Linked DNA regions of Mus musculus: region 1 is linked to region 2. A link is a contact called in public HiChIP or PLAC-seq data. All regions are on one chromosome and are shown on one strand. Each heading gives the region's core, a stretch centred on a gene start, on an enhancer-like site or on the middle of the called end of the contact. The rest is flanking DNA. Distances are from core to core; before and after follow the strand shown. Region 1 has its middle 15 kb from the start of Smchd1. Region 2 overlaps Emilin2 (elastin microfibril interfacer 2).

The links. HiChIP or PLAC-seq counts read pairs in DNA pulled down with a chosen protein or histone mark.
Region 1: an H3K27ac HiChIP or PLAC-seq map of the HPC-7 cell line shows a contact between it and region 2, with 10 times the contacts expected there. The contact joins two enhancer-like sites. A contact is called at or near these places in 6 of 39 promoter capture datasets (the 3T3-L1 cell line, the HPC-7 cell line, hematopoietic stem and progenitor cells and 2 more), 4 of 484 Hi-C or Micro-C datasets (brown adipocytes, granulocyte-monocyte progenitors and nephron progenitors), 4 of 115 datasets of contacts at active chromatin or transcription factors (the HPC-7 cell line, effector CD8 T cells, fetal liver and 1 more) and 1 of 9 other capture datasets (liver).

Annotation. Positions count from the first base shown.
Region 1 is chr17:71,487,084-71,494,056 of GRCm38.p6, reverse strand. No RefSeq gene overlaps it. Among named protein-coding and RNA genes, the nearest start is that of Smchd1, 15 kb to the right of the region's middle. Within about 2 kb of position 4,161, at least 57 of the 459 cell types and tissues checked have an H3K27ac peak or open chromatin away from gene starts, as enhancers often do. A contact at or near this core is called in the HPC-7 cell line, granulocyte-monocyte progenitors and hematopoietic stem and progenitor cells, where this site is marked.
Region 2 is chr17:71,252,527-71,259,297 of GRCm38.p6, reverse strand. It overlaps Emilin2 (elastin microfibril interfacer 2), which reads left to right. Exons shown (of 8, transcript NM_145158.4): 5 at 2,606-2,974; 6 at 3,286-3,318; 7 at 4,051-4,179; 8 at 6,205-6,771. The coding sequence ends at 6,542. Among named protein-coding and RNA genes, the nearest start is that of Emilin2, 55 kb to the left of the region's middle. Within about 2 kb of position 2,012, at least 106 of the 459 cell types and tissues checked have an H3K27ac peak or open chromatin away from gene starts, as enhancers often do. A contact at or near this core is called in the HPC-7 cell line, granulocyte-monocyte progenitors and hematopoietic stem and progenitor cells, where this site is marked.

The DNA of each region.
Region 1 (6,973 bases), core at 2,912-5,411, 230 kb before region 2:
TTTATATGCCTCAGTACAGGGGAACGCCAGGGCCAAGAAGTGGGAGTGGGTGGGTGGGGGAGCATGTGGGGGGACTTTTGGGATAGCATTGGAAATGTAAATGAAATAAATACCTAATTAAAAAATAAATAAAAAGTGATTTTAAAAAAAAGAAGAAGAAAAGCCGGGCGTGGTGGTGCACGCCTTTGATCCCAGCACTCGGGAGGCAGAGGCAGGCGGATTTCTGAGTTCGAGGCCAGCCTGGTCTACGAAGTGAGTTTCAGGACAGCCAGGGCTATACAGAGAAACCCTATCTCGAAAAACAAAAAGAAGAAGAAGAAGAAGAAGAAGAAGAAGAAGAAGAAGAAGAAGAAGAAGAAGAAGAAGAAGAAGAAGAAGAAGAAGAAGAAGAGAACCTTCAAGTTGATACTAATCTCCTGTAATACATGGTAGTGGTGTGGTAAGGGTAGGCTACCCCAGAGTACTTGTCTAGCCTGTCACACAGCCTTTGGTTTTGATCCCAGAACTGGGGGGGAAGAGGGAGCAAATCTGTTAAAGCAAACTTGCAGCCCTGAGGTCGGTGAGGGATGCTGGTCCACAGCACTCATTGAGGATGCTGAGAGCTGAAGGTCTGGCGGTCCTGCCCACCCGGAGATACATAGCAGGTTAACAGCAAAGTCTAGCCCAGGTTGGCCTCAAACTACCCACATAGCTGAGGATGGCCTTGAACTTCTAACCCTCCCACTTCCACCTTCCAAGTATGCGATTACACTTTGTCTCCATGTCCAAATTATGTGTTATGGAGACCAAACTCAAAGCCTGTTAGATGCTAGGCAAGACAGCTATTACCAGCCCCGCAAAAGCAAAACATTAATTAAAAGAGAAAGAAGTCGGGCATGGTACTGCATGATCCACCCTTCTGGCAACTGATGTAAAAGGATCATGAGACCCCATCAGAACTAAAGGGAAAAGGGAGGCGCAGGGCAGAAAGACACTCAGTAAACCATCACTCCTCATCACTAATTATCTAGGGCTAAAGAGTCCCTGAGCCACAGGCACAAAGTTCCGTGTACATAGATAAAGAAATGAGAATAACAGCTTTTGCTTAACATTTAACAAGTTTCAAAAGTATCCCTTCTTTTTCCTTTACTGTTTTTTGGTTTGGTTTGGTTTGGTTTGGTTTGGTTTGGGTTTTTTTTTGTTTGTTTGTTTTTGATTTGTTTGATTTTTGGAGACAAGGTTTCTTTGTTTAACAGCTCTGCTTGTTCTGAAACTCTCTTTGTAGACCAGGCTGGCCTGAAACTCACAGAGGGAGATCTGCCTCTGCCTCCTGAGTGCTAGGATTAAAGGCATAAACCACCATACCCGGCTTGACTGTTAAGTTTTATTTATTTATTTGTTTGTTTGTTTGTTTATTTATTTATTTATATTTTAATTTTTTATTTTTTTGTTTTTCGAGACAGGGTTTCTCTCTGTAGCCCTGGCTGGCCTTGAACTCAGAAATCTGCCTGCCTCTGCCTCCCGAGTGCTGGGATTAAAGGCGTGCACCACCACGTCCGGCTGATGGTTAAATTTTATCAAATAACTTGTAGGGATTCTAGGACATGGATTGTGACTTTTTTCTAAATATTTCCATATGATCACTTTCTCAGCCTGGGGCTGTAACTCAGTGGATAAGCACTTCCCTAGACCCTGAATTCAATTTGAAGTTCTGTCTGAAAAACAAAACATCCCTAGAATAAATACCATTTATGAAATTTATGGAATTTAGAGTCATGGTATGGCTCTCTGCTGCTAGATTTAACACTTGGGTTTGCTTGGATTAGTTGTTTATTATTATTAATAATGTGTATAAGTTTTTGCCTGCATGTATGTCTGACCCACATACATGCCTATGTCCACAGAGACCAGAGGATATTGGATCCTTGGAATTGCAGATGGATTTTAGCCACCTTACCCTTGCTGTGAATCAAATCTGGGTCCCCCGGAGCCATCTCTTCAGCTCTGTTGGTTTGTTTTTGAGGGATGGGTCTGGCAACTCATGGCTGACTTCCTGTCTCAACCTCCTATGAGCTAAGATTATAGATTCTAAGCAATAGATAGATAGATAGATAGATAGATAGATAGATAGATAGATAGATAGATAGATAGATATGCCCAGCTTTTTTGTTTTCTCTCTGAGGTGGAGTCACCCTATACTGTCCATGCTGGTCTCAAGTTTAGTGATCTCAGCTTTCCACTTCAGTCTCCAAGTAGCTGGGACTAAGTATTCTACTTTTTAAAATGTATCCAAAAAAGAAATAAAAGAAAGTAAAAATAAATAAATAAAAATTAAACTTCTCTAGGATAAAAGTCTTAAAATCTGGGAGTGATACTACATGCTTGTCATCCCAGAATTTGGGTGGCTAAGGTAGCCAAGATCTGAAGTTTGAGGCCAGCCTGGGATCCTGTCTTACACTTGCACGTGTGTGTGTGTGTGTGTGTGTGTGTGTGTGTGTGTGTGTGTGTGTATGCAAAGGCGGCCTGGAGAGAATTTAGACTGAAGGTAAATAACCTGAATCCCAGAGAACTTAGAGCAGCTTTTCTGCTTCTCAGTCTTAGGTAAATATTTTAGTGAGGCCTCGGGGCTAGTGAGCTGGTTCAGTGGGTCAAAGGTGCTGCTCTCCAAGTCTGGTAACCTGAGTTTGATCTCCAGAAACCACGTAGCAGTGGAAGGAGCAAAGCAGTTCTGCCAAGTATTCTAGAAATCAAACCCTTGTCCAAGAAGCTGAATTGAGCAAAATGGTGACATGAACAAAGCAAAAGAAACTAAATGTTATGCAACTTTAGCTCTCACGTCGCCAAGGAACATAACACTAACCCAGGGTACGGTGTCATGGGACAGGAAGATAAGAGTAAATGTGGGCTGGTAAAATGGCTGAGTGTGTGGGTCGGTGGGTGGATGGGTGGTTGGGTGAGTGGGTGGGTGGAGAACAGGATGTGCCAAGGCTGTGAAAGTCTGTAACCCTGGAGCTGCTTATCCTTCATAGACTCTCCAGCCTCGGAATGAAAGAGAGAGATAAGCTTTAAAGCAAGCCACTTCACCCACTAGAGCCTAGCAGGGTTAAAATACAACTAGAGAAAGTAGCCTGTAACGGCTCATTGAGGGAAGGGAAGAGTTAGGTGATCTCTCCTGAGAAAGGACGAAAACACAGCCTGTTCAGGAGCCAAAGAGGCCACCTCATGGGGCTGGAGAGAGAGCTCAGTGGTTAAGGGCACTGGCTCCTCTTGCAGAGAACTCTGGTTCAGTTCACAGCCTTCCCATGGTGACTCACAACCATCTGTAACTGCAGTTCCACGGGATCTGACACCGACTTTAGGTCTCCACAGGCACTGTGCACACATGGTACACTTACATAAATGCAGTGCAAACATTCATACACACAAAAATAAAACTTTTTTTTTAAAAACAAGGCCATCTTGGAGAACATTGGGGGTTCTCTATCTTTAAAAAGAATATAGCCAGTTGTACATATCTGTGATTCCAGCACCCCAAAGGCTGGTACAGGAGGATATCCCCCAGTTTCAGTCCAGCCTGGACTATATAGTGAGACCCTATCTCAAAAAGCAAAACAAATCAAGAAAATACAAACCACAGGAGATTAAGCAGATGTGTAAAATATTTGTTGTGTAGGCACGACGACCTGAGTTCAGATCCCTAGCACCCTCATAAAAAGCCAGGCATGGTGGGGTGTCTCTAACCCCAGTGCTGGGGGTTTGGACAGACAAGTGGATCCTGGAGCTGATTGGCTAGTCCACATAGCTCATCTGTGAGCGACAGATCCAGGAGAAACCCTGTTTCAGAAAATCTGATGAAGAGAGATAAAGGAAGATACCTCCAGTGGGCCTCTGACCTCCATGTGCCTGCACACACGTGCATGAACACAAACATGCACACAAAAGACTCAAACAGCAGTGTGCTACCAGAGGGATGAACGAATCCTTTATTAGGAAAACAAATCCTTTATTACTGTGGTGATTTGAATAGGTATGGCCCCCGTAGACTCATGTCTTTGAATGCTCGGCCTACAGGGAGTGGCACTATCAGCAGGCATGGCCTTGTGGGAGTAGGTATGGCCTTGTTGGAGGAAGTGTGTCACTCTGGGAGCAGGCTTTGAGGTTTCCCTATGCCCAAACTACACCCAGTGTGGCAGACAGTCTACTTCTGCTTTGTGGAGATCAAGTTGTAGAACTCTCAGTTCCTTTTCCAGAGCCGTGTCTGCCTGGATGCTGTCATGCTTCCTGTCATGATGATAATGGACTCAACCTCTGAAACTCAGCCAGGCCCAATTAAATGTTTTTCTCTATAAGGGTTACCATGGTTACGGTGTCTCTTCAGCGTCACAGGTAGAAAAGTATCTTCTCGTAGTACACTCAGACCCTGAATTGCCTCCTACCTCCTCCTCCAGACTGCTGGGATCACAGGCATATAACACCAAACCTGGTTTATTCAGCATCTTTGGAGTGCGTCGGCTTTGAATGTGAAATGTCCCCTTGGAGGATCATGTGTTGAATGCTTGGTCCCCAGCTGATGGTGCTGTGTGGGAAGGTGATGGAAGCTTTAGGTGACACCTGGTTGGTGGAAGTATGTCACTAGAGTGACAATGGCCATGTAGGCTATACCTGGTGCCTTCCTACTGTTTTTATCACGAGGTGACTTAGCTTCTGCCACACGGCATTCAGGAGTAAGTTCAAGTTTAGAAGACAGGAAAAGAATTCCAGATCATTTCTTCCCCAACACCTTCATTCTTTCCATCATGAAAGAAATGCAGAAAAGTGTTCTCTTGAATGTTTAATTTTCAGGAGAGAAGGAAAAGATGTTGGATTGAGTTAGGCTAGACCTGGAGTTGACTAAGAGAAGGGGAAATGGCTAATCCTGGCATACCAGGTGACACAGGGATGGAAGGGGCCAAACAGGGAGTAGGGGGTGGGAGCAAGTCATAGATAAAACAAGTCCAGGGGGCTGGAGAGATGGCTCAGCAGTTAAGAGCACCGACTGCTCTTCCAGAGGTCCTGAGTTCGATTCCCAGCAACCACATGGTGGCTCACAACCATCTGTAATGGGATCTGATGCCCTCTTCTGGTGTGTCTGAAGAGAGCAATGGTATACTCATATACATAAAATAAATAAATAAATCTTAACAAAAAACAAAACAAGTCCAGAAGCTCACAACCTGCGGGGTTATTGGGAGGTGAATCATAGACTAAAAACTACAGATGGGATGTCTAGAAGAAAATTTCCATCCATGGCAAAGAAAGGGACTAGGGGATAGGGGTGTGGCCTAGTTATAGAGTACTTGCCTGGCATGCTTGAAACCCTGTTTGATCCCCAACACCCATAAGATGGGTGTGATGGTTTGAATGAGAATGAGCCTGCCCCCAAAGGCTCATATACTTGAACATTTTGCACACACACACACACACACACACACACACACACGCATGCGCGCGCACACACGCACATACACACACGCACACACGCACACACACACACACGCACACAGACAGGCACACACGCACGCACGCACACACACACACACACACACACACGCCATTGGCGGAACTGACTGAGAAGAATTAGGAGGTGTATTACTGGATGTGGGCTTTGAAGTTTCAAAAGCTCACATGATTCCCAGTTGTGTCTCAAGATGTGAGCTCTCAGCTACTGCTCCAGTGCCAGTCTTGCCTACCTGTTTCCATGTTCCCTGCCATGATAGTCATGGACTGACTCGTCCCCTGAAAATTTAAGCCCCAAATCAAACATTTTCTTCTACAGTTGCCTTGTTCTTGGTGCCTTATCACAGCAATAGAAAAGTAACTAAGATATTAGGTATGGTTGCATCCACCTGAAGTCTCAGCACTATAAGGGCAATGAATTCAATGGTAATCTGGGCTACATGGTTAATTTGAAGCCTGCCTGGGCCAAATAAGGATTAAAAAAGGTGGGGGGGGGTGGTGGTAAAAGAGAAGAAGAGAAGGAACTGGGGGATTTAATCAAGTAGAAGACATCTAATAATCAAGACCGCTTCAAAGCTAGCTCATCTCTAGCCCAAACTTGGGAAGCACAGGATTACTCGGTTTAAATTCAGACGTTTAAGAACAACTAGAGCAATGCAGTAAAATTTCACTTCAATACATACATACATACATACATACATACATACATAGCACTTGGGAGGTAGAGGCAGGCAGATCTCTGTGAGTTCAAGGCCAGCCTTAGTAGAACTAGTTTCTGGACAACTAGGGCTATACAGAGAAATCTTATCTTGAAAAACCAAAACCAAACAAACTAATAAAATGGTATGGAAAGCTGGCTCAAGTTAAGAGCAAACATACAGGGAGTTTTCACAACTGCTTGTAACTTCAGCCCCAGTGAATACAAATCCCTCCTCTGGCCTCTATGGACACCTACATGCATACCTACATGTGTGCATACAAAACACACACACACACACACAGCACACACACACACAAATAAAAATTAATGAAAATTGGAGACTGGAGAGATGGCTCAGTGGTTAAGAGCACTGGTGTGTTTTCCAGGGAACCTGGGTTCCCAACCTACATGTAGTTTACCACTGTCTGTAACTCCAGTTCCAACGGATCTGGCACCCTCACACTCACATACACAGGCAAAACACCAATGCACATAAAATAAACCTTTTAAAAATTAATTTAAAATAAATAAACCTCAGTAGCCATAGGAAAGACCATATACCAAACCATATTTGTCATTGAACTTATGAATAACTGATGAAGGAATATCTTAATAAGGTCAAGAGAAGAAGGCCTTGTTATAAGGTCTCCTGCAAATTGACCAACCAAGGAACTAGTCATTTTGGTACAAATGCAGACTAGCCTTCATTATGTTTGGTTAGAATCATGCTTCCATGCCCAAAGGAAAACAGCATTTATCACCATTATCAAAGTTTTCTCACCGAGCAGTGGTGGCACA
Region 2 (6,771 bases), core at 763-3,262:
TATAGGCCGTAGAAAACCAGATTTTTGACTAGTGCATATGAATTATCCAGAATGTCCCATGGCATTTTCATATGACTGCGCAATGCTCTTAGACCTCTCACCTCCCCTTACCCTCCATTCCTTCTTCCCTTGTTTTAAGGTTTTTATGTGTACACTTGTACACACCTTCACGTGTCGAGGGTGGAGGTCAAGGCCAAATGTCTTTGTCACTTCCTACCTTTCTTAAAGATGGTTTTGTGTATGGGTGTTTTGCCTGCATGGATGTCTGTACAATACACACACACACACGCACACACACACACACAGACACACACACACACACACACACACACACACACACACACACACACACGGTGCCTGAAGGTGACAGAAGGTATCAAATCCCTGGGACTCAGAGTTGTGAGCTGTCATGTGCATGTTGGAATTGCACTTGGGTCTTCCAGAGTAGCCAGTGTTTGCAACGCCGAACCATCATTCCAGCCCTAAGATTTTTATTTTAGGTATATGAGTGTTTGTCCACATGAATGCACACACGTATCAAGTGAGTGCCTGCGTAACTGGCTTTTCACGGAGGCACTAGGGGTAGGGCTCAGGTTCTCATGCTTGCTTGGCAAAACACATTACCCATGGAGCCATCTTCCAAAATGCTCTGTGCCTTTAAGAAACCCACCTCCTTCATTTCTTCTCTCTCCCATCTTACCCATTTCCCAGAAAAGTCTCTCCCCTCCTGATTTCACATCCTGTTTCTGTTTTTGAGATAGGGTCTCACCATGTTGCCTAAACCTGACTGTTCACCAGGCAGGCCTTGAACTCACAGAGGTCCTCCTGCCTCTCCCTCTTGAGTGCTGGAGTTAAAGGCAGGCACCACCACAATTGGCTTATGACCTTTCAGGGGAAAAAAAAAAGTCCATATTCACAAGGGGTTGAGGAAAAGGCTCAGAAGTGCCAAGTATGGGCAAAGACTAGTGAAGACCCAGAACTCTTATAAATGCCTGTAATTCTAGCCTCAGATGGTAGAGACAGGATATCTATCCCCAGAGCAAGCTGGCTAGCAAGACGAGCTCTATCAGTGTGCACAAAGTTTGATCGAGAGAACCTGCCCCCGCGAGGAATGGGGAGCCACTGAGGCTGGTTCAATATTAACCTCCAGCTTCTACTTTGTTTACACAAAGGTACCACATACAGAGGATGCATCCATGCACATCACATATAGGAAAAAATGGAAATAGATTTCATATGTGAGGAAACTGTGCCATCAACTGCCAACAGCCCCTCAACATAATTTTCTATATTATAAAATATATCCAAGTTCTTTTCAGTTCTGTGTTTAAAATATTAGCACATTTTCTTCTGGAACTTCCTTGCTTCCTGGTAGCCCTGGGCTGGTCTTTCTCTGGACGTGCCTGCAGGCACAGGGCTTTCCATCTCTGTCTTCCCCACATTCCAGGATAACCTTTAACCTTTGTCCTGTGAAAGACCCTCAACTCTGTTTTCATGGCTTCATCCCTTGTTTCTGTGGAATGCAGGCACAGGCTGGCCTAGAACCTGTGACCCTCCTGCCTTGCTCATTCCATCACATCTGCTTACTGCCTGCACCCACATCGGGGTCATCCAGATGTTTCCCTTAGGAGAACTGACATGGAGACTACTGGAATTATTTTCTGTGGAGCCTATTCTGAAAATTGATCAGAAAACGGCTGAGAAATAACTTTTCGGGAGGACGTTTTGATCATCGGCTCTTGGGTGGAAGGAGGGCACGTATTTCATGTACAATATATATTTTATAGAACTTTAAAGCAACTCTAGACAGTGGGCCAAAATGCAGTGGCTGATGGAGCCTCACATGGTCCAGCTCTATGTCCTGGGACATATGAGGCACCAGACTAATGAAAGAGGAAGGTGCTCTCTGCATTCGCGAGCAGTATGTTTTCAGATGTCTTGTGAGCACGTAGCAAGGGGTCTTTAGAATGCTAGTTCCAGGAATGTATTCAGAGGAAGGAAAGGGTGGCAGCTCTTGGCTGAGTCACTGTGGTGGCCACCTCAGACAGGCAGAAACACCCGAAACAGGAGATTGCTCCACTGGTGATCTGAAAGTGTGGTGTTTCTTTGGGGTCTTTGTAGGGGCAACCAAGGTTCCTGACACCTGATGGGGAAGTCAAGGGGTCTTCATGACAGCCCTTCTTCACAAGCCAGCGGTGAGGCCAGTGGCCTGACGCTGAGGCTAGCTTGCTTTAGAGGTTGTAGTAGTGGTGGCATTAGCCTCGTGGTAATGTGACTCATCCATGACAAGAGTATGCGTTGAAAGGACACGTGTATTGGAGCCTGAATCGCACTGTTTTGGAGTGTTGCCATCTACCTCGAGGTGGCCCCTGCTGTCTTCCCAGCTCTCCGTGGGTAGTCAGTGGCAGCTTGGCTGGAGTTCCTTCAGAAGATGCCAGGCAAACTGTCCCAGGCTCTAGTACTGTTTATGTCCCATTGGAGAGAGCGCCTCAGCTACACAGGCACAGCCATTTGTAGTCGACCAAGTGACACTGATCAAAGGTCATGGAAGCCTTACACAGGGGACCTGGAGACATTTGAACATTGTTTTCTTTCTCACTTCTAGCAGAGGAACCCTCAGAAGCAACCGAGGGACCGTCTGGGAAGACTCCCCTAGAATCCACCAGACCTTCAGAGGAGGCCCCCACTGAACCACCCCGGCTGACCCCACTGCCAGAAGACCCTGCAGGACCACCACAGACAGGCCAGCAGCCAGTATTGCCCCAGAGGCCCCTGCAGCCACCACCTTTGCCTGCCTGGCCTGGTCGCACGGGGTTGCCCTTCTTGCCTGGCTCTAGTGGCGTCATCATGGAGACTGGAGAGGCGGGGCCTCCAGGCAGGATGGGCGTGTCCGGAAGGGGCCTGCCTCGGGGAGTGGATGGCCAGATGGGGCAGGGGCCCATTCATAGCTCGGAAGGCTATGCAGGGGCACCAGGTAAGTCTGCCCTGCAGATGACACATGATGGCAGACTGTTCTAGCCTTGCCCGTTGGTGTGTTCTGTGGGTCCGGAGTTCCACCTTTGGGGGACAAAGTTCAGGAAGGTAGCTTCCGAAGGGCACGAGAGTTCAGAGGAGCCTCTTTTTTGCTTATTTGACATGTGGGTATCAGGAGCACAAAACCCAGGGAAGGGTGAGAATAGTGAGGTTGACATAGCCAGAATTGGGGACTACAGCCATCCCGGAAGGGAGAAAGAGGTCTGGAAAATATCTGTGCAGGACTTGACATTCCACTCTCTTTGTTTTCAGGCTACCCCAAGTCACCTCCTGTAACCACCCCAGGTATGTCTATGCGGATCCCTGCTCTCCTTGGTGGTCTCAGCCCTGCATTTCCTGTCTCCTCCCTTGGGGCTGCTGACATGGGTAGACAGCCTGGAGCCTAGGCCCTTCCACACCTAGCAGACACCCTGGTCTTGGTCTCTGTGGACTGAACCCCTAGAGAGACTCAGAGGCAGGAATTCTCCCTCCTACATGGTCTCTGTTCATGTTTCCCAAGGGGAGGCTGGGTGGGCTGTACCCTGTGTGGTCCTGATGAGTTTTACTGGCTTACAAGCCAGCAGCTCCCTAGATGATTCTCTATGGGCCCAGCATCAGCTCCTGATGGATGCAGTTAGGCAGCACACAGCAGCCTCACCTTCCATTCTCATTCTCTCTCTCTCCTCTCTCTCTCTCTCTCTCTCTCTCTCTCTCTCTCTCTCTCTCTCTCTCAGTGCACAGCAACCTCACCTTCCATTCTCATTCTCTCTCTCTCTCTCTCTCTCTGTCTCTCTGTCTCTGTCTCTCTCTCTCTCTCTCTCACACACACACACACACACACACACACACACACACACGCACTCGCACATGTGCGTGCAGGCACACTACGCAGACAATCCCTTTGAGGCTTTCGTATGCAGTTTGTGTGTCTCACACATTTGTCCAGTTTCTCTGTACTAGCCCTTGGTCTGCCAAGGGGAGTCTCTGGACTTTCAGAAGATAGGCAGGTCCACATGCTCTGGCTTCTCTCTGCCCTAGGGGTGCCGCTGCCCACTCTGGTGTCCTTTTCAGCCGGTCTTACCCAGAAGCCTTTTCCCAGCGATGGAGGCGTTGTTCTCTTCAATAAGGTGCTGGTGAACGATGGGGATGTATACAACCCCAACACTGGTGAGTATCTACAGTGGAATTCTGTCTGGCTCCACGGAGGCTGGGGAGAACCTAAGCTGGGCAGTGGATTGCCACCAGACCTCTAATTCTTGGGCTGCAGCGTGGGAGGGCAGCACATGGCCTCACTATACTTTTGGAACTGCCGCTCAATTCTTAATGGTTATTATTATTTTTTTTTTTTTTTGCCAGCTATGACCCGTCACACCCCAGCCCCCTCTCCTCCATCCGCCCCCTAGCGGCCATCAAGCATGCTTTCTCTATGAATGTTCAGAGGCAGGGACTCCCTTCAGAATCTTGTTTTTATGATGAGCCAAAAAAGGGGGGGGGGCTGTGTTCTCTCCAGAAGGGACTGAGGCTAGTTAGTGTGTGGGGCCTCACATACCGAGACAGAATTAAACAGTGGACTTTGGAAGGTGCCTGTAGCACCCATGCCTATTCTAGGGAACCCTGGAGACTGTGGAAGGAGCTGCTAGGAGCTCCGACAGCACAGCCATCTTGCCCTTCCTCTGGCTTGTGGTGTCTCACCTGTCCCCAGACCATCTCCTGATAGTCACACACGAGTTTTTCCTACCCCTTAAAGGGTAATTCTCTGTCTGGACTATGTGGCAACCCTCTGAGGCTCATGGTGGGGTTCGAGCCTTTTCCCCCCTCCTTGCCTTTAGCAGCCATTGCTCTCATATAGGCATGGCCTTCGCAGGGAGGGTGAGGGTTCTGGCCATCTTCTTGGTAATCTTTAGCCATTCCTTCTACAACTCCAAGCCTGGTTCCCCTCTGGCTAAGTCACGCTGGTTCTGATAAAGTCACTGGCAGACCTCCAAGAAAGCAGCCAGGTATCCCAGGCTGCCAAGCTTTGCTCCAAACAACCTTTCTAATCTATGCTTCAAGGGTTTGGGCCAGAGTTGGGGGTTTTGACTGGGAGTGAGGGGACTCTTTCCCTTTGGCTACGTTGGTTGTGGGGACCCCCCTGTCCACTCACACAGGCTGGTGATCTTTACGAGCAGGCTGGGACTATGAAGGAAATTCCAGGAGGCCCTTGAGCTAGGCTTGCCCCTGTTAGACAGGCGAATGGAAGCTTGGCTCAGTACACTGGGGCCTGAACAAGATTCTAGGAGTTATAATCAGGATACTATTTAAATAGTAAGCATGGAAGGGGCAGGGTGGACCCAGGCATACTTGAAGGCTAGACTCTTAAATGGGTCTTTTGTTTCAGGACCCTAATTTCATGGTGACATCTAGCTGTTGAGTATGAAGGCCTGATACCCCTACCCACTCCTGGGTAGTCCATCTCTAGACACTTCCTTTGCCTTCCAGATTATATGGGCCCTGGGGTTAGAAGACAGTGGGGCTTCTGGCTACAAGTGAATATGACCTACACCCAAGAGGCTGATTCTTTTATAGATGAGGAGGGTTAGCGTGGCCTCCTAAGGCTGCTGTCTAAGAGATTTAGGAAGGTTGTAACTTGGCAGGGGCTGGGCCTTGGTCCCAAGTCTCCAGGTCACACATGCCACATACATGGCAGACCAGAAATGTTGGTCAAATTGGCTGCTGTCCCAGTAGGGCCGTGGCTGGCTTCTGTTTCCTGGACTGTTGTAAATTTAGGCAAGAATTACTCTTAGTCCTGGGGTATTGGAGGTCTTACTCTTTGGATGTTACAAGCCCAGGACAGTTGGCTCTGAAATGAAGAGTGGCCCAAGTCTGTGGTTTGCATGTGTGAGAGGCCACACTGGGGCTGTTATGTGCATGGTAGAAAGCCTGTCTAGAATGCACCTGTCACTGGGGGGGGGGCGGTGATATTCATTCTGGGAACAGAGATGTGAGTAGGTGGTACACTCTCAAGTCAGCCTTCCTTCTACAGGTTTGGTGACTAAGCATCTTGACCTATCCAAGTCAATGGGTGCTAAAACCCAGGGGGCAATCGGTGGCAATCTCAAGTGGCCTTGTGTGAGATGGGTCCAAGGTAGTCTGAAGCCAGGGTGTGGGCGTCAAAGACACCAGATCAGCTCACCTGTGTCTGGCTTTTTGTAGGGATCTTCACCGCACCATACGACGGGCGCTACTTGATCACAGCCACCCTCACCCCTGAGAGAGACACCTATGTGGAAGCCGTCCTGTCTGTCTCCAACGCCAGTGTTGCCCAGCTGCACACGGCTGGGTACAGGAGAGAGTTCCTGGAATACCATCGTCCCCCTGGGGCTGTGCATACCTGTGGGGGCCCGGGGGCCTTCCACCTCATTGTGCACTTGAAGGCAGGAGATGGAGTCAATGTTGTGGTGACTGGGGGCAGACTGGCTCACACAGACTTTGATGAAATGTACTCCACCTTCAGTGGTGTTTTCTTGTACCCTTTCCTTTCTCACCTCTAGGGAGACCAGGAAGGGAAGAAAGGCTGTGAAAACTCCAAAGCTTTAATATATTTGGTTTATGTAACTGGAGCACTGATCTAGCTTGCTGCACACACTCTGCCTGCCCCCAGGATAAAAGCCTGCCATCCCTCGTTTCCAGACAGCTGTGGAAGTGACACATGGTTACTTCTGTCACTGGACAACCAGAAGACTCGTTATGTCCCCTTGGCTGGAAGCTGGCTTCTCCTGT